4 separate regions of the Zea mays genome follow, and regions 1, 2 and 4 are each linked to region 3. The links are chromatin contacts, called in public Hi-C maps. All regions are on one chromosome and are shown on one strand. The core of a region is the stretch at or near the end of the contact, and the rest is flanking DNA. Distances in the headings are between cores, read along the strand shown. Region 1 holds the start of LOC100276431. Region 2 holds the start of LOC100272276. Region 3 holds the start of LOC103653397 (phosphatidylinositol 3-kinase, root isoform). Region 4 holds the start of LOC100383137.

The links. A called contact is a pair of places that touch in the nucleus more often than the background predicts.
Region 1: a Hi-C map of tassel shows a contact between it and region 3, with 2.9 times the contacts expected there. The contact joins the promoter of LOC100276431 here to the promoter of LOC103653397 in region 3. A contact is called at or near these places in 5 of 25 Hi-C or Micro-C datasets (ear, endosperm, leaf and 1 more).
Region 2: a Hi-C map of leaf shows a contact between it and region 3, with 9 times the contacts expected there. The contact joins the promoter of LOC100272276 here to the promoter of LOC103653397 in region 3. A contact is called at or near these places in 6 of 25 Hi-C or Micro-C datasets (bundle sheath, ear, endosperm and 2 more).
Region 4: a contact with region 3 is called in a Hi-C map of ear, with 2.1 times the contacts expected there. The contact joins the promoter of LOC100383137 here to the promoter of LOC103653397 in region 3. A contact is called at or near these places in 4 of 25 Hi-C or Micro-C datasets (ear, endosperm, root tip and 1 more).

The regions. Positions count from the first base shown.
Region 1 is chr4:74,180,457-74,185,740 of Zm-B73-REFERENCE-NAM-5.0, forward strand. LOC100276431 reads right to left here and starts at 3,935. Exons shown (of 15, transcript NM_001312878.1): 1 at 3,648-3,935; 2 at 3,522-3,568; 3 at 3,320-3,434; 4 at 2,702-2,799; 5 at 1,167-1,263; 6 at 1,008-1,097; 7 at 818-880; 8 at 519-596; 9 at 365-430; 10 at 219-296. The coding sequence starts at 3,677.
Region 2 is chr4:74,866,741-74,872,053 of Zm-B73-REFERENCE-NAM-5.0, forward strand. It overlaps LOC100272276, which reads left to right and starts at 3,913. Exons shown (of 4, transcript XM_020552559.3): 1 at 3,913-4,107; 2 at 4,197-4,469. The coding sequence starts at 4,087.
Region 3 is chr4:74,535,849-74,540,648 of Zm-B73-REFERENCE-NAM-5.0, forward strand. It overlaps LOC103653397 (phosphatidylinositol 3-kinase, root isoform), which reads left to right and starts at 3,041. Exons shown (of 18, transcript XM_008680312.3): 1 at 3,041-3,731. The coding sequence starts at 3,650.
Region 4 is chr4:74,112,272-74,117,170 of Zm-B73-REFERENCE-NAM-5.0, forward strand. It overlaps LOC100383137, which reads left to right and starts at 2,079. Exons shown (of 11, transcript NM_001175803.1): 1 at 2,079-2,177; 2 at 2,891-3,010; 3 at 3,130-4,359; 4 at 4,464-4,608; 5 at 4,730-4,894. The coding sequence starts at 2,136.

The DNA.
Region 1 (5,284 bases), core at 2,685-5,184, 350 kb before region 3:
ATGAAACTAATTTGATGTTGGTGCATTTTTCTATAAATGTGATCTAAATTAGAGAAATTTGACTTTAGACAGAGCTAAAGTGAAATGTAATTTGGAACAGTGAGAGCACTAGTTTTCCATGCAGACATTACAAGGAATATGAATCCAGTTCTGACTTCCGAGCATGCATTATAAGATACAAAAGAAGGGAGTAAAACTTAACACCACATTTCTTTTACCTGCATTGAACGTAACAGTGCCCGTAAATCTGCATTCTCTTGCATCAGCTCTTGTTTCTTCACTTCATATGCATCAACCTGAATACATAATATACATCAGAATAAATTCAATCAGATCTGCATTTCAAAATTGCGTTACTGCTTACAATCATTTTGTAATAATCATTGTCGTTCTTTTTTCCATTCCATGTTCCGCGTTGTCGTCCTTCTTTCTGATAAGTTCAGTAACCAAATAAGATCCAAAAACAAAACAATATAGTATTAAGACCTAACATTCAAGAAGATTCACAGGCATATCACCTGTAACAAGTTCATTATCTCCATTCCAGAACGGGATGATTCCTTTTTCTTCTCCATCAATACCTGATTTAGCTTTTCCTGCAAATTAGGATAGGGTACTTTCAGTGCCATTTCAATGTTGTTTCTGCTACAGAGCCACACATTAAGGCTTTGTTTGGATACTCTAGTATTCACCCCAATCCACATGTATTGAGGTGGATTGGGGTGTAAATTAATTTACACCCCAATCCACCTCAATACATGTGGATTGGGGTGAATACTAGAATACCCAAACAAGGCCTAAAGGTATAAATACATACCTGCAACTTTATGTATTCTTTCTCTTTCTTCTTCATTTCATGAATTTGCTGGGTGCGTACTTGCTTGCAGAAGAACCAAAGAAGGTCAGGACAGGTTCAACATACCTCATCACCAAATATCAATGCAATAACAAAATAAACATGCTATGGTTAGGATGATACTCGAAGGAATAAAATAAGGCAGTCTAACCTGATTTCCTATAACCATTTTCTGAAATTCATCACGTTCTTGTTGCAGCTTATCAATCTGAGACTTCAGAGCAGCAGTGTTTTTGGCCTCCTGGTAATTGAAAAGAATTTAGAATCCAAAAAATGGTGAAGAAACCAAAGAGTTGATACAAGGACAAACCGTTCGAGTAAGAGTGGCTAGCTCTCGATCTTTCGCTGCTAATTGAGCATCCATTCTCTCAATCTTAGCTTCCAGCCGTGAGATATCAGATTGCATCCTGAACATGGCATAACATTAATCAAGCAGCCATTAGTCAATCACAAGCAGCATTGGTAAATTCTCGAAACGATGCAGTCAATTGCATTAATGTATCTACTCAATTGAATGGCATGAACGTATAATGGAATGAAGCAAACAACTGACTTCTGTTCATTTACACCAAAACCCAAAAATATTCTGGCAGAACTGTCCAAATGCTGCAATCAACTGAATTGACCTCCTCACCTAAACTGATACAGCATGCATGAACATAGGAAAGAGCCAATAACAAAATCATGGGTATGATGATCTAATACTGACTCATGGCAAGCAAACAATGCCCTGCAGTACATCAGCACTGTGAAGGAATGGGCTCTGGACAAATAGTACCATGCAGGTGCAACTAATGATGTTAGGTGCACCTAATTACAAGATAGACATATTTCACAAGTCTGCAGGTTTGTACTGGTCTATTTTGGACCCTTCTCTATCTTCTTAACTTAATAGGACGCACGAGCGACAAAATTCCACCAACAGGACCGTAGAGGAAACAGGAATGTTGAAAGGGCATAAAAGGAAGGTAGATGAAAAAGGACAAAGGGTTGGCTCATGGCACAAAGTGGGAGGGTTGGCCCATGTTACCTGTTGGTGGTGACAGGGTTGGCTCATGGCACAAAGTGATTGCGTGATGTCAAGGAAAACAGTATTCCATAATTGTCTGGTCTACTTTTGATCGAAAGGTAGAGCCAAAGAATTGCACTCTGAAAGTTAAACTTCACAGGCAAGCAAAATCAAGACTCAACCAGCAACAAACACTGAAAGAAAGTAATAACAATAATGTTATATTAACTCAAAATTATTAATATAGTTAAGCCGCATTTCACTATGTCTGAGATAGAATAGTGGGTTGGCTCAGTAGGAAAAGAAAAAGAACATCGGGTACAAAATATGATGAACCTGCAATGGATAATTTAATCAAATGTATTATTACTTAGCACTTTAGCTGAGTGGACAACAAAAAATTACCTCAATTTCTCAGGGCTTTCCTCCTTACAAGTCTATACCCTATGAGGTTATGACACTGAAGTTTGGCAAGATTCTTCAACATGCAATTCTTTTGGACCAGGCATATTTCAGGTTTCATAACATGAGCCTCTAACTTATACTCTTATTGCTAATTAATACAGATAGGTGATTGTGATTCAATCAACTATCATCATCATGCCCTAGGTGAAAAAATAAACATGAATGGCAACAATAATGTCATGTGAGAAGCATAACCAGCATCTATCACTACCAACCAGTACTAAGTTTAGTGATGCAGCTACATGTCTAAGAGTGTGTCACTAATCAGTGCTACCTTCCAGATCAGGTGAAAATTCACAGTTAACAAATTGACACTGGCTAAGAACATCGGGATTGCAACATGAAATAGAAAGGGAAGAAATGGCACGCACCGCTGCCGCTGGTCATTTGTAGACTCCCTGAACTCAATGTCCCTCTGTCGCTGCTGCAGCAGCGCATAGATGCAGTTACAAGTTCTTGCAATCGAGACCTGCATAACAGAACCCAAAAAAGGTGTGGTAAGTTTTAAAAAAAGCACATGGAGGAACCTTAAAGCCCTCCGCATATATTGATCCCCAAATTTCAAAAGAAGTTGCCCTGCACTACCAGTGCGCGCAGAACACAAAATTCAGAATGTAATTAAAAAAATAACAAGTGACAACATATCAGAAGATCTGATAAGGGACAAGGTAACAATAACAGTAGCATTCCTACTGGATAAATAACAAAATGATTGCTGGAAAAAAAACACGGACAAAACGCAAATGGCAACCCAGATAAAGACAATGGAAGATGTAAATAGAGAGGTAGAGAGGGGAAAAATTAAGCAGGTACGAGTATAACAGAACGATCGACGAATTGGCCTCGAAAATTTGTTTTTTAAGGAATGGCGACAAGATGAATAAATCCCTTAAACCCCGAAAATCATAAGCAAACAAACCCCCGCGACCGAAATGAATACATAAACGTGAAGCAGCTGCGAGCCGGGGGAGAGAGGGAAGAGGAAGGACCGGATCGGTGGCGAAGAGGTCGAGAGATGCCGGGAATCCGAAGGTGACGAGCGTCTGGTTCAGGTACCGGGCGCAGTGCTCCAGGTTCTCCGCGTTTGCGAACGCGCCCCCGTCGCTGCTGCACAAGCAGCCACGCCGCAAACCACTGACATCAGAATCAAACCCCCTCGAACTCGAACCCAAGAGGGAAATTGGCGCTCACCTCATGCTGGCGTGCGACGGCGGCGGCTGCAACTGATGCGACGAGGCCTGCATTGGAAGGAGGAAGTTAGAGGCGGCCAAGGGAGGACGGCGGATCTGGGGCTAGCCGGCTGGGGGTAGGGTTTACCCGGAGATCGAAACGCGCCGACGAGGACATCCGCCACAACGCGCTCGAGAGAGTGAGGACAGGGAGAGGGGGATAGAGATCTGGGAGTCGATGGGGGGATGGGGATGGATGATGAATTGACGACGGCGAGTACAGTTGGGTCGAGAGAGCGATTTGAAATGGTTGCGAGTGGGGAGTGGGAGGACGGGGACGGTGTGGACTGCCGGGCTGGGAAGGGCAGGCCGGCAACGGTAAGGTAGGGCCGCGATGTCTGTGGCACGAATGGTCACACACACAGATCTGATCTCGAGAGAGGGACTGCTTCTGCTGGACCCAACTACCCATTGATAGTGTGGGCCATAAGCACGTGACAGCTTTGGCTAGATGCAATGGCGGATTGGCGGTGGTCATTACGCCATCTCCGGTGCGATAGGCTGTGTAAAGTATTGTTTTGCACGGTATATTACTATATTTACAAGATTACAGTTTAAAACATGAAACCATATTTATAAGATTACAATTTAAAATATGAAGTGAGATAGAGACTGAAATAGAAAGTCTGCCGAAGTAGTCTTATTGTTTGTTCTTCGTTTGGTAGGCCGACATACAAACGAGGCCAAGATTAAGTGAAACATATATTGTCACAAATTTTAGGGTGTGTTTGATTGCGCGATAGTTAGGACAGGGATGTCCCCTGGCGTTTTCTCTTGTCCCTCCAATTTGAGAGACAATTGGGGACAATACTAATCCCAACCTTTGACCTTGAACTAAACAACATTATTTGAGGGATTGTCTCATCCCGTCTCGTCCTGTCATTGCAACCAAACGCACTATTAGTCACCAGCCCATTTTTAGATCAAGAACCAATCTAGAAGGCAGCTCATCTGGACTCGTTCAAGGACAACCATTGAATGAAGGGAATTAAAAAAGATGGGTTTATTTCTCGCCTAGCTAAAACGAACTGCTCTAGCAGATGGACCGAATTTTAAGCCGGGTTAATTCAGTCCACCTTGAATGAGGCCCAGAATGTCGTTTCGGCCGAAACAAACACCTAAGTATTTCTCTATATGTTGTACAAAACATTCTTTTGTACTTTAAACTAGGGCTGGAAAATAAGCTTGAGGCTCGCGAGCCGGCTCGAGCTCGAAGTGGCTCGGCTCGAAGCGGCTCGCGAGCCTCGAACGAGCTGAGTCGAGCTCATTTTTTATCACACCCGGTTTTAAGGAACAAAGTCGGGTGCATCTCATACATGCGCCAAAGAAGACAACATATATAATAACAGATTGTATAGAGATAAATGTCACAATAATCAGAGTATTTATTACATAGCGGAAGTCTTACAAAATAGAAGATAATATAACAGGATCTAAAATCCATCCTTGGCGCCAGAAAGTCAACTGGGAGACGACACCTAGATCGAATCGAACTCCTCGCCTTGTGGCTCCTCCTGAACCACCTGTTCTTCTCCTGTGGGGGTGTGAGACAGCAAGAGTGAGCTCACATACGTTCATAGCTCAACAAGTCGTGAGGAATAATGTGCATGAACTCACCAAAGGTGGGAGTTCATGTGAAGTGTAAGGCTAATCAACAAAATAGAGGCTGAAGCTGAGCATTGCTTTTATAAGTTGGTCAAAATTTTATTAGCAATTACTAAGTGT
Region 2 (5,313 bases), core at 2,663-5,162, 330 kb after region 3:
ACTCAGATTGATCTATAGCACACATTTGTTTTATGCCTTTGATCATGTAACTTTGAGCATTACTATCTTTACTTGCTTATTTTTTGGTGCTCAAGTTGTACATGTCATCCCCAGACCTCACAAGTCCTTATGCAAATGATGCACATGTTTAGGGGGAGGATGTACTACAACTTGATCCTTTGCGACTAATGTGTTTTCTTGAGTAATATTAATCTAGTCTCAAAGATGGAATTGAAAGGGAAAAGATAGACTTGGACAAATAAGGGGCTTCCACTGCATTCCGGTACCAATGTATCTTGTCCCGAGTCCCTATCTGTGTTTTCTCATTGCCTTTGGTTTTGCTTGCGATTTGTGTAAGGCAATGAGGTTAAGGGGCCAAATAGTTCTTCTGTTTTGGTGCTTAATAACAAAGGGGGAGAAATTAAGGCCAAAGCAACTAGATCAGCTGCCACTTGTGAATTTTTCAAAAATTTAAAGTGTAGAATACTTGGTTTTTTTTATCAAAACCCTCTTATTGCAAAAATCGCTCTCTTGCGGGAGAGAAATTCGATTATGGGAAAAGGGGAGTTTTTGGTACTTGATCAAATCTAGTCTTCAAAATGTTTTCATTTGTCAAAACAAGTATTTTTGACATAGAGATAGGAAAATGAATTTGTTTTTTGAAATCAAACCAGGTGGTGGCAAAAGTGATCCAAATATGGCAAATCCTATGTTAGATAAATTGGTCTTCAATTTGACATCAAGCTGCCCTCTTTAGCTTGCATTTGAAAATGTTGTTACATTTTGAGTTGCTTTTGATGTGTTGGCATAAATCACCAAAAAGGGGGAGATTGAATGGGAAATGTGCCTTATGTTTTGGTGATTAGATGCCCAACACATAGAGTTATGACTTTATCGAGCTAAGAGGTAAAGAGATGCAAATAGAAAAGCAAAGTATGATTCTAGCCTTAGGGGGTGTTTGGTTTATAGGGACTAAACTTTAGTCCCTCTACTTTATTCCATTTTAGTTCATAAATTGTTAAATAGGGAAACTAAAATAGAGTTTTAGTTTCTATATTTAGTAATTTAGGGACTAAAATGGAATAAAATGGGAGACTAAAAATTAGTCCCTAGAAACCAAACACCCCCTTAGTAAAATTGTTTTCGGACTAACATTATTCTACTAAATGCTAGAAACCTTCTTAAAGTGAGAGAAATCGAATCGAAGAAGTTTGGCTCAGGCGAGCCAGACTTGCACCAGCCTGTGGTACACCGGATAGTGTCCGGTGCCCAGGCTGGCGCGCTCAAGCGAACTAGCCGCTCTTAGGAAAAACTCAGGGTGCCATGGCTATGATTCACCGGACTGTCTGGTGTGCACCGGACTGTCCGATGTGCCAGCCCTGCGCCCAACCAACAGTCGACTGCGTGATCAGCGGGTGACACATGGCTCCGGTTAGAAGGTCGCACCGGACTGTCCGATGTGCCACCGGACTGTCTGATGTGCCACAGGGGGCGGTGGCTGCAACGGTCGGCTTCACCAGAAAAGGAAGAAAATCGCGCACTGTTCACTATCCGGTGGTGCACCGGACTGTCCGGTGCGCCCATGAACAGAAGGCAACCAGAGCCTTCCAAATGGAACTCAAACGACTCCTAGCTGCCTTGGGGATATAAAAGGGAGCCCTAGGCACATGGAGCAGCACACTAAGCACTCTTTGAACATCCAACAACACCGAGACATCGAATTCATGCCTTTGCTTTAGTAGATTGAGATTTGGGCACTTGTTTTGTGTTGTAACTCCGCTGTGTTGTCTTTGTGCTCTTCTCTCTCGCTTTGTGTGCGTGAGCCGCTGCAAGTTTTTCTCGTGTGTGTGGTTCTATTCTCTCCTTACTCTTATGGTTTAATTGTGATCAATTGTGTAAGGGTGAGAGACTCCAAATTGTGGAGATTCCTCACAAAGGGAACACTTGAGAGGAAGAAAACTGGGGTACTCAAGTTTGATCTTTGGATCACTTGAGAGGGATTGAGTGCAATCCTTGACCGAAGGAGGTCACCACAACGTGGAGTAGACATTGGTCGAACCACGGGATAAAATCACCGTGTCACTTGTGCATCTTTCTATTGTGATTGCTTTCTTCCATAGAGTTCTCACTTGTTCACTTACGCTATTGTTCCTAAGTTCAATACATATCCTAAAGGAACAATGAAGTGAAGAGTTCTCTTCTATCTATTCATATCACCTTGGTTTTAATCCCACTAACATCTATTGTAAACCAAGTTTGTGTTGTTTAGACTTGATTTTTACAGGATTACCTATTCACCCCCCATCTAGGTGCTCTCACCCTCTCCCCAACGGTCACCAAGACCAACGAGTGTTCCTTCTTTATTGTCAACAAAAGACTGAAGTCTCTGCAAGGCCAACCACAAAGATAAGGGGCTCTTGCTAGCTTTACAATGAATTTGAGTCAATAGTCCACGTTCAAATGAACACAAGAGGTAGCACACACTTTATCTTAATGATTCTCACAAGGCACTATCGCTAAACACACATGAGTAGCTCTTTCTTGCTTGATCTCTCTTTTGTGACACTTGTTAGGCTTTGATGTGTATAAAAGTGTTGTTCTAGTACATTTAAATGAATTCCCAACTCTTGTGTATGATATAGATCAAAGAATCCCCTAAATGGGCTGGTTGGGGTGGCTTTTATAGCCCTCAACCAACCATGTAGCCGTTATGGCTCATCTGCTAAAATCTGCACTAGCGGACGGTCTGCGACCCTCCAACGACCGAATCTGACATTACAACGGTTATGTCTGACAACCCAACGGCTAGATCAACGGTTGTCTGCCCTCAGTGACGACACATGAACGATCTTCCCTTAGTCTCGGACGATCCGCGCTAGCTCTAAAGATCCTTTTGCTCAACTTGTCACCTTCGGGCTGAAGCAAATCAACACATGAGGACTGTCCGTGAATTATAGTCGGACGATCCGCGGTTTATAACCAGACGGTCCACGAGAAGGGACCAGACGGTCCGAGCACATGTGAATTTTCAAAAAAGAGCTCCTGTCTGGAATAATCTATGTTATTCCAGACAATCCACATTAGGGGCTCGGACGGTCCGCACTTGGCGATTTCAGAACTTGTGTTCCGGACTTGTCGTTGATCTTTAAACTATCTTCTCCAAGTTGCTTTGGCTGAACTTTGAGAGAGATCCTATGACTTAGACAAATATATCTAGTGACTTTCCAACTAGTCTAAGTCATGGATATTGGAAATTTTAATTCTGTAAATCATATTCCTTCTTTTGCTCAAACTAGCTCCAAACATAGAGATGTTGATTTCAAGCTTTCCAACCTCTCTAGATGTACCAAATAGGTTCCTAGGGTTATTTAGAACTTATCCAAAGCATAGAACTATTGGTACTTTATCTATTCCATGTTTTATCCCTATTTGGTTGGATCTGAGCTGATTGTGACTTAGAAACTTAAACGGTTGAACTTGTGAACATGTGAATCAAAGACTAGGCAAACTAGTTAGTCTGAATGGTTGTGATAGTCATCAAGCACCAAAACCGATAAAGGAAATGAAATATTAGATCTAGTGCATTCAAACACCCCTTACCCTAAGGATTGAATCTGTTTGTTTCAGCTTTTTTTTGCTGATTCTGGCCACTGGAAGCTACTGTGGACTGCCAAACGCCCAAATTTTAGTCTGCTTCTATAAGAATCGCTGAAATCTAAACTGTCCAAAATCAACATGAACACATAATCGACCAAGTCTCGTAATAGTAAAATCCATTACTTTCTAGATCCTAAATTCTATAGTACTTAGATTGTTCGTACAACCAAATTATCATAGAAGCCCGCCACATAAAACCTGAAACAAACAGGCTCATATATCCGGTTTATAGATCATTGCCGGTAAAGACACGATGAACTGGGCTTGATCGGGGTAGCGCTGGACCTTTTTCGGGCCGTCCAGCAGCTATGGCCCATCTATACCTTTGCCCTTCCCCGGTCCTCTCCACTTTCCGGCCTCCGCTTCCCATCCCGATCAGCCTGCCGCAGTGCCGCTCCTTCCCTCCCTCTACCCGTCGCCGCTGCTGCCATGGACGAAGTCGTCAGCCAGGTAGCCATCCGCCCACCTCTTCTCAACCCGCCCCTCTCTGTGCTTGCTCTCTCTGAGCGGGGGATGCGTGCTGCTTTTGGTGGCTGCAGATTTTGGAGAAGCAAGTGCTGTCTGCCGCGAAGGCGGTGGAGGACAAGCTCGATGAGGAGATCGCCGCGCTCGATCGCCTCGATCCGGACGACATCGAGGCGCTCCGCGAGCGCCGGATCCAGCAGATGCGCCGCGCCGCCGAGCGCCGCGCCAAGTGGCGTGCGCTGGGGCACGGGGAGTACACCGAGGTCCCCGAGAAGGAGTTCTTCTCCATCGCCAAGGCTAGCGAGCGGCTCGTCTGCCACTTCTACCGCGACAACTGGCCCTGCAAGGTGCCGCTTCTCTCTCATTCTCACTGTTGTGGTATGATTGGCGCAGTTAGATGCAGATAAAAAGGGCAGACCTTGGTTGACCAAGGCAAGCCTTTCGGCAAATGTTGAGAGTCTGTTTGGAACCAGCAAATGTGGAGATTTAGTGAGAATGCTGTCACCACTGCATCGGATCTGCCCTTCGTCGCAGTTAGATGCACATCTTGTGGTAAATTGGCCTTTTGTTATGAATGGTGTTTCGTACAATCGTACTCTTTTTTTATCAAGATAATATCTTTTCATACTGGTCCTAGTATCTTACCTTTTCTCAGCATGCGTTGGACTGCTAAAATTTATGTTGTATCTGCAAGATTTAGTGCCAGCGCCCCATTGATATAGCTCTATAGACTAGTTTTGACGTTTTAATTTTCTATTGTCCTCGTTATGTTGACACTCCACTTAGATTGCTCCAGAATGGAACCTAGGCACATTCCTTTCCAGTTCATATACATTTCATCATTATGTTTTCACTCAGTTCAGTGGCAAAAGCAGAGACTCAGTTTTTTCCTTGTTTTGGTTTGGGTTGTGGGGGGGGGGGGGGGGAGGGGGGAGGTGGGCACTGTCAACTTAAAAATAGTACAGTAGTTATTTTATTTTTGCACAATCATACATGGGATACCCTAGAGAACCACACCATACTTGCTCTGGGAGTATTTGGATATTGCTTTCCTATTTCCACATTTACTTACACGAATAGGCCTGATCTTGTCCGGGAGAGGTTCGTACATCCCATTTTGTTGGTCAACTTCACTTACTGCCACATTGGATGCTTTCTTGTACATGTATTGATATATGTTGGTTTATTTGT
Region 3 (4,800 bases), core at 1,791-4,290:
CATAAGGTGAGGGTAAAACCAGCGTTTTATCCTGGGTGAGGCCACGTGTACTCATGGGGATCGGGGCTGCCTGGTTGTATCATATTTATTGTGGCGGATGACATGGGGCGACAATGGTCTCAGGCGTCATCATTTTGGCTACACCGACCCCTGGCATCCGTAGCTTAGGGCTCAGCGCGACCCGTCGTGTAGTGCCCTGCGCTCTCAGGCCTAGTCCGAACGGCCATAAGTGCGTCGCAAGCCGAGGGCGCGCATGCCATTAATGCGCTACAGTCCGCGGGAGGGGGGGCTCGTAGGTCATGACTGCTATGTGGCCCAAGGGGTCCGTAGGTCATGAGTAGGAATCAATCGGCACCCACGCAGTGGCTCAGTGCCAGGCGTGGTTAATGCGGTGAGTCATTTATGGCGGGTTAGTCCGAGGCTGGGCACGGGACCCACTCGAGTGGTTCCCTTTCGACACGCCCGACCTACCTTGTCAGGTTCCGCCACGCCCGATCCCGAGGCTCGATGTTGCGGGGTTCGACCAGGGGCGGGCTCTTCCAGGGTTGACGCACCTGCCTCTCCCGGCTGACTAACCGTTCCCAGCGATCAGGGGCTCTTTTCTTAACGTGCTCACTGACCAGCATGTGCCAGAAACGGGGATCATTTCCCCGACACCCGTATTGGTCAGGTTGCTTACCAGCTGTAGCTACCAACATCATGATCTATCTACCTAGTCTTCCACGTCTCTCTTTTGAAGGAAGTTGTTGGTCCCTTGACACAAGTGAGCACTGATTTGCCTGAAATATCTGACTGTCTCTAATGGCCCCCAACAGGTATTGCAACAACGTATCATCCAATGTAACAATGACACCATCCTTCAAGTCTTGATTAAATGGTCATCCTGGCCTATGGAGTTGGCTAAGTGAGAAGATGAAGGCTCTATCAAGCAAACGATCCCAGGCGCAGAGGCTTGGAGACAAGCCTCTTCTCAAGGGAGGAGTATGTCACGAAGCGGGAAGAAGGCGTTCAAGTTAATAGGCCGACACGTGCCAAGAAGCCCAGTTCCAGGGTCCATGGGCCAGAGTGGATAAATTAGTTGGTTGGTGTTTGGTCTGGGGTTTGGCTTTTCGTCTTATATTTTGGCTGGCGGAGGTGTGTGTGAAGGAAGATGATACTTGTTTACCAAGTTGGTGGCTGGCTATGTCCAGCGGGTGCGTGTGAGACAGTCTATCCGTTTAGCTTTAATCTGTAGCTGTTTCTACAGCTTCTACAATCTTTATAGAAGCTCCAACAGTCCGAACAGGTGGCTTTAATTCGAAGTGAACATGGGAAGAGTTTCCAACTCTTGGGGTTTGTTCATTTTGCTTTTAATTCATGTGGATTGGGTGAATTTAAATTGAAACAAGTCAAAATCTTTTATATATTTTTTAATCACATCCAATCTATATGAGATATAACCAGTGACGGAACCAGACCTATGGTTAGTAGGGCCCAAGCCCTACTCTTGGGCTAAGTATCCTCTAGAGGCAGCAACATGCCAGCAAGCTAAATGTGTTTCTTTTTTTCGTGCCTGCTTTTGCGTAGAAGCTATGGGACAGAATAAGTGAATCACTGTGCTATGCCTTCTAGAAAAACATTAGTTATTTCTGTTATACGTCAATCCCTCCTCACCGTTCCAATTAGCATATGAGAGAACTAGTGATGCTAGGACTCATCTTAGATAATATGTCAATGTTTTGGCAAAATTCGTTTAATTTATTTTGCCAAATTTATCTAACACGTATCATATATATATATATATATATATCTTGCCTACACCTATACAATATACCTATACAATATGAAGAGTGCTATATTTAGTTTTTACAATCCTATACTTTCGATACTTTTTAGATCATTTTATTTGATAATGTATATAATAACATAATATCATTCAATTTTAGGAAGTCTTTCGGTTGTTGACAAAAGCAACCCAAACAATCAATGAATGGATCATTAAGATGAAGATCTATATTTTTAATTAGATAACCACTTGTCTAAGTTAATTTTATGTTAAATTATAATTATTATGTTCAAATATAGTTCATATGTGCCACTATCTATGTATTGCGTGATTTAAATTTTTCAGCCTGTAAAAAAGTTAATGTTATATTAAGCCCTACATCTGAGGAGATCCTAGCTCCGCCAATAGATAGGCGGAACAAAGCTTTGTATGGATTTCTAGTTCCAAGTTACTTCACAAGAGGTGGTGCACCAGGAGCGCTGCTCGTCGCCATTCTGTCGTGTTCTGAGTTGATCGGAGTCGTTACACCAATCCAGCTCTGACGACCCCACTGCTCGTCCGCTCCCCTGAGTCCCCTCCCCGTGGCGGCCGTGTGGGCGAGGCCGACCGCCGGCGAGCGGAGTAGGCGACTGGGCGTGCGCGTGCGGCTGTGCGCCCGTGTCTGCCGCGGCACCGCCTCTCCGGTTGTACGCCAGCCACTAGCCCACCACCGCCACCCACCACCGTTGCATTCCCATCGCCGGTGCCCTGTAGTCTGCAGATCGTCGGCTCGTCGCCCGCCGGCAGCCAGCCTGACACCATTGCAGTCCATCGGCTGTGTCGCATGTTTCTTCGGGCTAAACGGACTAGGCTCTATCATCCACGTGGGCAAGTTTAACGGGTGGACTGCTAAAACAAGTGGTTGGACCAGGGAGGAGGGTTCGAGTTATTTACTATTATAGTACTGATTTTAATAGGCTTCTCTCTTAGTACTCTCATCTTAGTCCTCTATAATAGTATCTACAAGTTGATTCATCCTTCAAAATAGTATTCTAACCCCTTTTTAAACATTTTTATTTTCTTTTTTATTTCTCAGCACATAAGTTGACCCTATCGTTACTCTCGCAGGTATATAAATAACAGAAACACAAATAATCGAGGCAAAGATGCAGTAGTGCAAGATGATGAGCAACACTGCTATCTTTTGTCTGGTTGGTTGTTCAGACTGTAGCAAGGGGTAACCGTTGGCCGCACGATCACCATCTAGCAGCGTCAGTGTGCTGCTGCAATGTTTTTTTTGCTGTCGGTGTGATGCTTTATGCGAGAAAAGAGAGGAGTCGAGCCGACGATTGGGGAGCAAGGAGAGAAGAAAATAGATAGATGCAATACAGTCAATAGTGAGAAATAAAAAACAAAATGATTAGAAAAGGTTAGAGTACTATTTTTAAGGATAAATTAATTTATAAATAGAAGATTAAATTGAGAGTACCAAACGAGAGAAACCCCACAAAATCAATATTATAACAGAAAAAAGTCGGAGGGTTCGGGTCGAGGTGCTTCATCCACACCCAGCGAATCCTCGCCGCGGGAGTCACGCAACCGCCGTCTCCTCGCCGGCACGCTTCGCCGCCGCCGCCTCTCTCCTCCTCGTCTCAACCGCCGCCTGCACACGCAGAAAAGGAGGGAGAATAAGAGGATCAGCAAACCCCAAGCCCTCCACTCGTCGCCCCCTGCTGCAATCGCCCCACCCGCCTCCGCCCGCCGCCGCTTCTCCTCACCGTTCTCTTCCTTCCCAGGCCGTTCATAGCAAGCGACCGCAGACGTTTTGACTTTTGAGCGTTGTTGATACGGTCACTCTTTCCCCAGTTCCTCTCCCGCGACATCTCAGTTCTTCATCACCAAAAGATGGTCGGCGGCGGCAACGAGTTCCGTTTCTTCTTGTCCTGCGACATCAGCCACCCGCTTGCCTTCCGTGTTCTCCACGCAGGTACGTCACTACTATCTCTCTTCTCCACCTCAATTTGCTTGCCAATTCGGCCCTGATGTGCTCGCCGTGCTACCACCGGCTACAAAAACTCATCGTTTTCCAATGCTTTTCACTCAACAAATTCGCCCCCAACAGCGATCTGAATCCAATATTCCTATATTCTCATTTGCAGATTTGTAACTGCTACCATCACAGGATTTAACTGTTTGTACTGTTATTACACTGCGCTGATCTCTTTTCGGTTCTAAGTGCTTATTTGGATACCAAGGGCTAATTGTTAGAGCAACTCCAAATGAACGTGTAAACTAACCCCAAAACAGATATTAGTCAAGAATAGTGGTTTTTCTTACTCCAACAGCTCCCTCATTCTTCCCCCAAAAAATTAGCGTCCCGCATCCATAGCCTCCTCTCCCTCATATTTTGGTGTGTTCCATCCCTCCCCAATCCATTCCTCAACGCATCGGATCATCCACAGCATCTCGACGACTGTACAGATTGTGCCACATGTCACATTTAAAGGAACTGTTGGAGTACCCATCATAATTCACTCTTAATATTTTTTAGCATGCTCTTAATAATCAATTTTTGGGGTAAAATTTTTAACATCCTTTTGGAGTTGCTCTTAGCTAGCTAAAAATTAGCCAAAATTAGCTCTAGCCATCCAAACAGGGGCTAATAAGTGGGTTATTATTTAGCCTAGCCTCCAACTAATTGTTAGCTGGCTAATTTGGCCAAATTTTTAGTCTCAGCTAATAACTAGCTCTAGCTGATCCAAACATGCCTTAATTCAATGTTTATCTTCGTTCCTCCACACTACCTGTTTTCTTCTCCTTAATGCATCTCAATCCTCCACACTACCTGTTTTCTTCTCAATGCAATGGTACACAGCTTTCATGCTTATTTGAGAATACCGGTCAGCATTTTATCCCATAGGAGAAGCAAAATTTTTTATTTCTTTGTTCTATACTGCTGTAAAAAAACTTTCTTGAGTTCGCTAGTATGCATCACCATAATTAAAATGATTAATATGTTGTTCGTCTTTGTCTTACACACACAAATACACATATAT
Region 4 (4,899 bases), core at 829-3,328, 420 kb before region 3:
ATGACCGTGAAAACAAACGTGTACAAAAAGCGAACATATATCTAAATATGTGCATCATGCCAATTAAGATTAAAACTTGATGTTGGGGAGAAGGCGAACACGCTACCCTTCGCTGATGCCTTCGTCGTCCCGCCGCACTAACGAAGACCACATCCACAAAACGCGCCCGAGCAAGCCGGAGGCGCCGATCGGATGAAGACCGGCGCGGTCCCCCTTCGTCCTCTCCATGGCAAGACGAAGGATCTGTCGAAGTATACTAGTCCCGCGCCCTTACCGCGGTCGGGAGGCCCAGGTGGGATTCGGCCCACTGTGACGGCCCCACGCGGATAAGTGTATTACAGGCCGCGTCTGTAATAGCCTTTTCCGTAATGACAGTCTGTAACCTCCACTTGTGGGAATATTCTGGGGATAAACCGGGTACTCAAGGGCAGGAACGTCTTTGGCAAGGGACGGGTGGCCGCTCGAGTACCTATAAATACCCTCGTACAGTGCCCGTGAGAGGGCAGATTAACAGAGCTATTGTCATTCCCCGTTGAACTTTGCAAACACTCTCTCCATTTTCTCGTTGGATCTACTTGCCCAGGAGAGCAAGTCCCAACACTTGATCTAGTAGAACCATGTCTAAAGATATTGGATAGAACAGTATGAAAAACATGAAGAGAAGGAGATAGTTGTATGTTTCTTGCTGACGAGAGCATAGAGCAGACGACGTCGACGTTCCAATGATAGGGATGAAGTAGCGTACACGACAGCGTAGTAGGTAGGAAGAGACGAGGTTAGATGCATTGGTTGCTGGTGTTTTTGATGGTAGCGCCCGTAGGTAGGTATTTATAGGAGAATACCACATTCAGTTCTATAAAAATAGTAACCGGTAGAGATGCACAAATCCATATTAGATAAGGATCGTACCAGATAAAGACCAGTTGATCCGATTTACACCTGATAAGGTTTCCGGAATAAACTTATCAAATAAAGATTTTGGAATAAGCGGTAAAATAAAACTGCAAAGGAAGCCACCGACGTGTAAAACTTTAGACTCCGAATTTAGCGGACCATTTACGCTCATGTTGCGTGCCCACGTCTTTTGCCCATCCGATGAGTCGAGTGAGCGTGCGTGTTCCTCCTTCTACATTTTACCTAATACATGCAAGAAAAAATAGGAAGGACTTTAAACTTTTAGTGTTTGAATCAACTAAAACTAATAGTTAATAGCTAAAATTAGCTAATAGTTCAGCTATTAGCTATTTTTGGTAAATTAGTTAATAGTTATATAGTTATTTGTTAGCTAGCTAATTCTACTAACAATTTTTAGCTAACTAAGGGCCTGTTTGAGAGAGCTTTGCTTCAAAAGTTTTAGCTTTGGTTTTCCAGTTTTACTATAAAACAACTCCATCAAATTATTAATGTGAGTTCTAGGAGCGTTTGGTTTGTATATGGACTCCAATTTATATAGTACAATTGATTTGTGCGGATTTCCTTAATTATCCTTGATGATTAGTGTGTTGTCACCAGAGAGAACGGAAGTTGTATGTTGCGTAACCAGTGGCATGGTGGGTAATTTTCGTACAGCTTCATGAGGAGATATAAAAACAGTGTTTTTGAAACACCCTCTAAGGAGCTTCATCAATTTCATGAAACGGGCCTCTAGTTTCGATTTTTTTTAAAAACTAAAGCTCGTGGAGCTGGACCTGTTTGGGTTGAAGAAGTTCGAACAAAATTGAAATTCTTGAAGTGAAGCTCTTCCAAACAGGGCCTAAGTATTAGTTCTAATACATTCAAACACTCTTTAAGTTGGGTTCGCCGGTGTCGGCGAGACTCGCGCCACAACCTCCTAGTTTCTCGGCTCCGTTAGTGTAACAAATATACGTGATATGCACGTACGGTGGTTATCGCCGCGATTTGTTAACAAATATAATTCCAATATATAAATAACAAAAGGAAACAAAAATATAGGATGTCGTTGAGGCTTGGCCCCACCGCGCCCCGACATATAAAAAGCTGCCTGCCTGCCTGGGTCGGGCCTCGCTTAAGTTCCTACTACCACATCTCACCGGGCCGCGCCGGAGCTGCTCCCTTCCGTTTCGTCCCTCTCCTTCCGGCGGCAGCTGCGTCGGCCGCGGCTGCCAACGGCCGGTATGGCGGGCCTCGAGGAGATCAAGAATGAGGCAATCGATCTGGTACGAGCAACACACATGCTTCTTCAAGCTCTCTAATTTGCAGTATTATTGCCATGTCTTCTTCTCGTCCCAACCTCCACTCTACTACCTCTGCCTCAAAGCTAGCTAAGATATATACTTTGTCCGTTTACTCTGTTAATTTTACAAAATCTACGTGCTCTTTCCGTGGATAATTAGATGACGAGCATTGTTAATAACCAAAAACCGCTTTTCTTTTTTTCTCGGAAAGAATAAAATTCTACGAACAAGTACGTCTCACTTATGATCCCTTGCTAATGATCTGTATTTGTGTGTGTGTGTGTGTGTTTTTTTTGCTTCGTTTTTTGGAGGGGAAAGAACATATACCTGGCCTCCAGTCTTCACCCAGCTCAGCGCCGCTGATACGAGTGTAAACCGTTGATTAGTGATCATCTTTCACTCATGTGATAAAGTTGCCTCAGACGCTGCTTTGTTTTGTGTACCGTTGCTTGATTCACGGGTTACAAGCTTGCGGTTTGCGTATTTTTTTTTCTCTCGCTTTTTTGCCTCTCCCTGTGATCTCCAACCACCGCACTTTTTGGGGCTGGTCGCATTAATCACTGCTGATGCTGCTCCGATCCGCTGCTAATCCGTAATAATAATTTTTCTAGACAGACGTCGCTGTTCCAGGGACTTGGATATATTTTTTTAGTTTTTCATGCTGTCTCGTACTCTGTGTTTGCTACGCATGGCAGGAGAACATCCCCGTGGAGGAGGTCTTCCAGAGTCTCAAATGCAGCAAGCTGGGCCTGTCCTCGGAGGAGGCGGAGGCGCGCCTCGCCGTCTTTGGGCCCAACAAGCTCGAGGAGAAGAAGGTGGTTGCTCCACCATTCTTTTAATTTCTGCTCATGTGTATGTGTATGTATTATGTAACAATGGCGGACCATGCGCTTGACCTTTTCTTGGCGCGCGCACGCAACGCAATGCAATGCAGGAGAGCAAGTTCCTAAAGTTCCTGGGGTTCATGTGGAACCCGCTGTCGTGGGTCATGGAGGCGGCGGCGATCATGGCGATCGCGCTCGCCAACGGGGGCGGCAAGCCGCCGGACTGGCAGGACTTCGTGGGGATCGTGTTCCTGCTGCTCCTCAACTCGTCCATCTCCTACTGGGAGGAGAGCAACGCCGGGAGCGCGGCAGAGGCGCTGATGGCCAACCTGGCGCCCAAGGCCAAGGTGCTGCGCGACGGGCGCTGGAGCGAGCAGGACGCGGCGGTGCTGGCCCCGGGGGACATCATCAGCGTCAAGCTGGGCGACATCGTCCCCGCCGACGCCCGCCTGCTCGAGGGCGACCCGCTCAAGATCGACCAGTCGGCGCTCACCGGCGAGTCGCTGCCCGTGACCAAGGGCCCCGGCGACAGCATCTACTCGGGCTCCACCTGCAAGCAGGGGGAGCTCGAGGCCGTCGTCATCGCCACCGGCGTGCACACCTTCTTCGGCAAGGCGGCGCACCTCGTGGACAGCACCAACCAGACGGGTCACTTCCAGAAGGTGCTCAAGGCCATCGGCAACTTCTGCATCGCCACCATCGCCATCGGCATCGCCGTCGAGGTCCTCGTCATGTACGCCATCCAGCACCGCGCGTACCGCGACGGCATCGACAACCTCCTCGTGCTCCTCATCGGCGGCATCCCCATCGCCATGCCCACCGTGCTCTCCGTCACCATGGCCATCGGCTCGCACCGCCTCGCCACGCAGGGCGCCATCACCAAGCGCATGACGGCCATCGAGGAGATGGCCGGCATGACCGTGCTCTGCAGCGACAAGACGGGCACGCTCACCGTCAACAAGCTCAGCGTCGACAGGGGCCTCATCGAGATCTTCGCCAAGGGGGTCGACGCCAACGGGGTCATCCTCCTCGCGGCCAGGGCCTCCAGGGTCGAGAACCAGGACGCCATCGACGCTGCCATGGTCGGCATGCTCGGCGACCCCAAGGAAGCTAGGGAAGGCATCAAGGAGGTGCATTTCCTCCCCTTCAATCCCGTCGACAAGCGCACGGCCCTCACCTACGTCAGCCTCGCCGACGGTAGCTGGCACCGTGTCAGCAAGGGTGCTCCCGAGCAGATCATGACCCTATGCAACTGCAAGGAGGATGTCGTGAACAAGGTGCACGCCATCATCCACAAGTACGCTGAGCGCGGCCTAAGGTCTCTCGCCGTCGCCACACAGGTGTTATTCTTTCTCGTTCATTGGTCTTGAACATATATATGTTCTTTGAAAAATTTCTTCTGAATGTATAAACATACCATCATATTCTTCTTGCATTGTTACAGGAAGTGCCGGAGAAGTCTAAGGACAGCCCCGGCGGCCCATGGCAGTTCGTCGCCCTGCTGCCCCTTTTCGACCCGCCGAGGCACGACAGTGCGGAAACCATCAGGAAGGCGCTCAACCTGGGCGTCAATGTCAAGATGATCACCGGTACCAGCTTCTTGTTCATGTCTATCACTGCAAGCTAAGATCAGTTTGAAAGAGTACTTGAGAGTAGATGCAGTTTTGGGGGTGGCTGAGTGAGACTGCGTGAACTGAATGAAACCTGCAGGTGACCAGCTCGCCATTGCCAAGGAGACGGGCAGGAGGCTGGGGATGGGCACCAACATGTACCCCTCCTCGGCGCTGCTCGGGCAGAGCAAAGATGAATCCATCGCCTCCATCCCCGTGGACGATCTGATCGAGAAGGCCGATGGCTTTGCCGGCGTCTTCCCCGGTAAG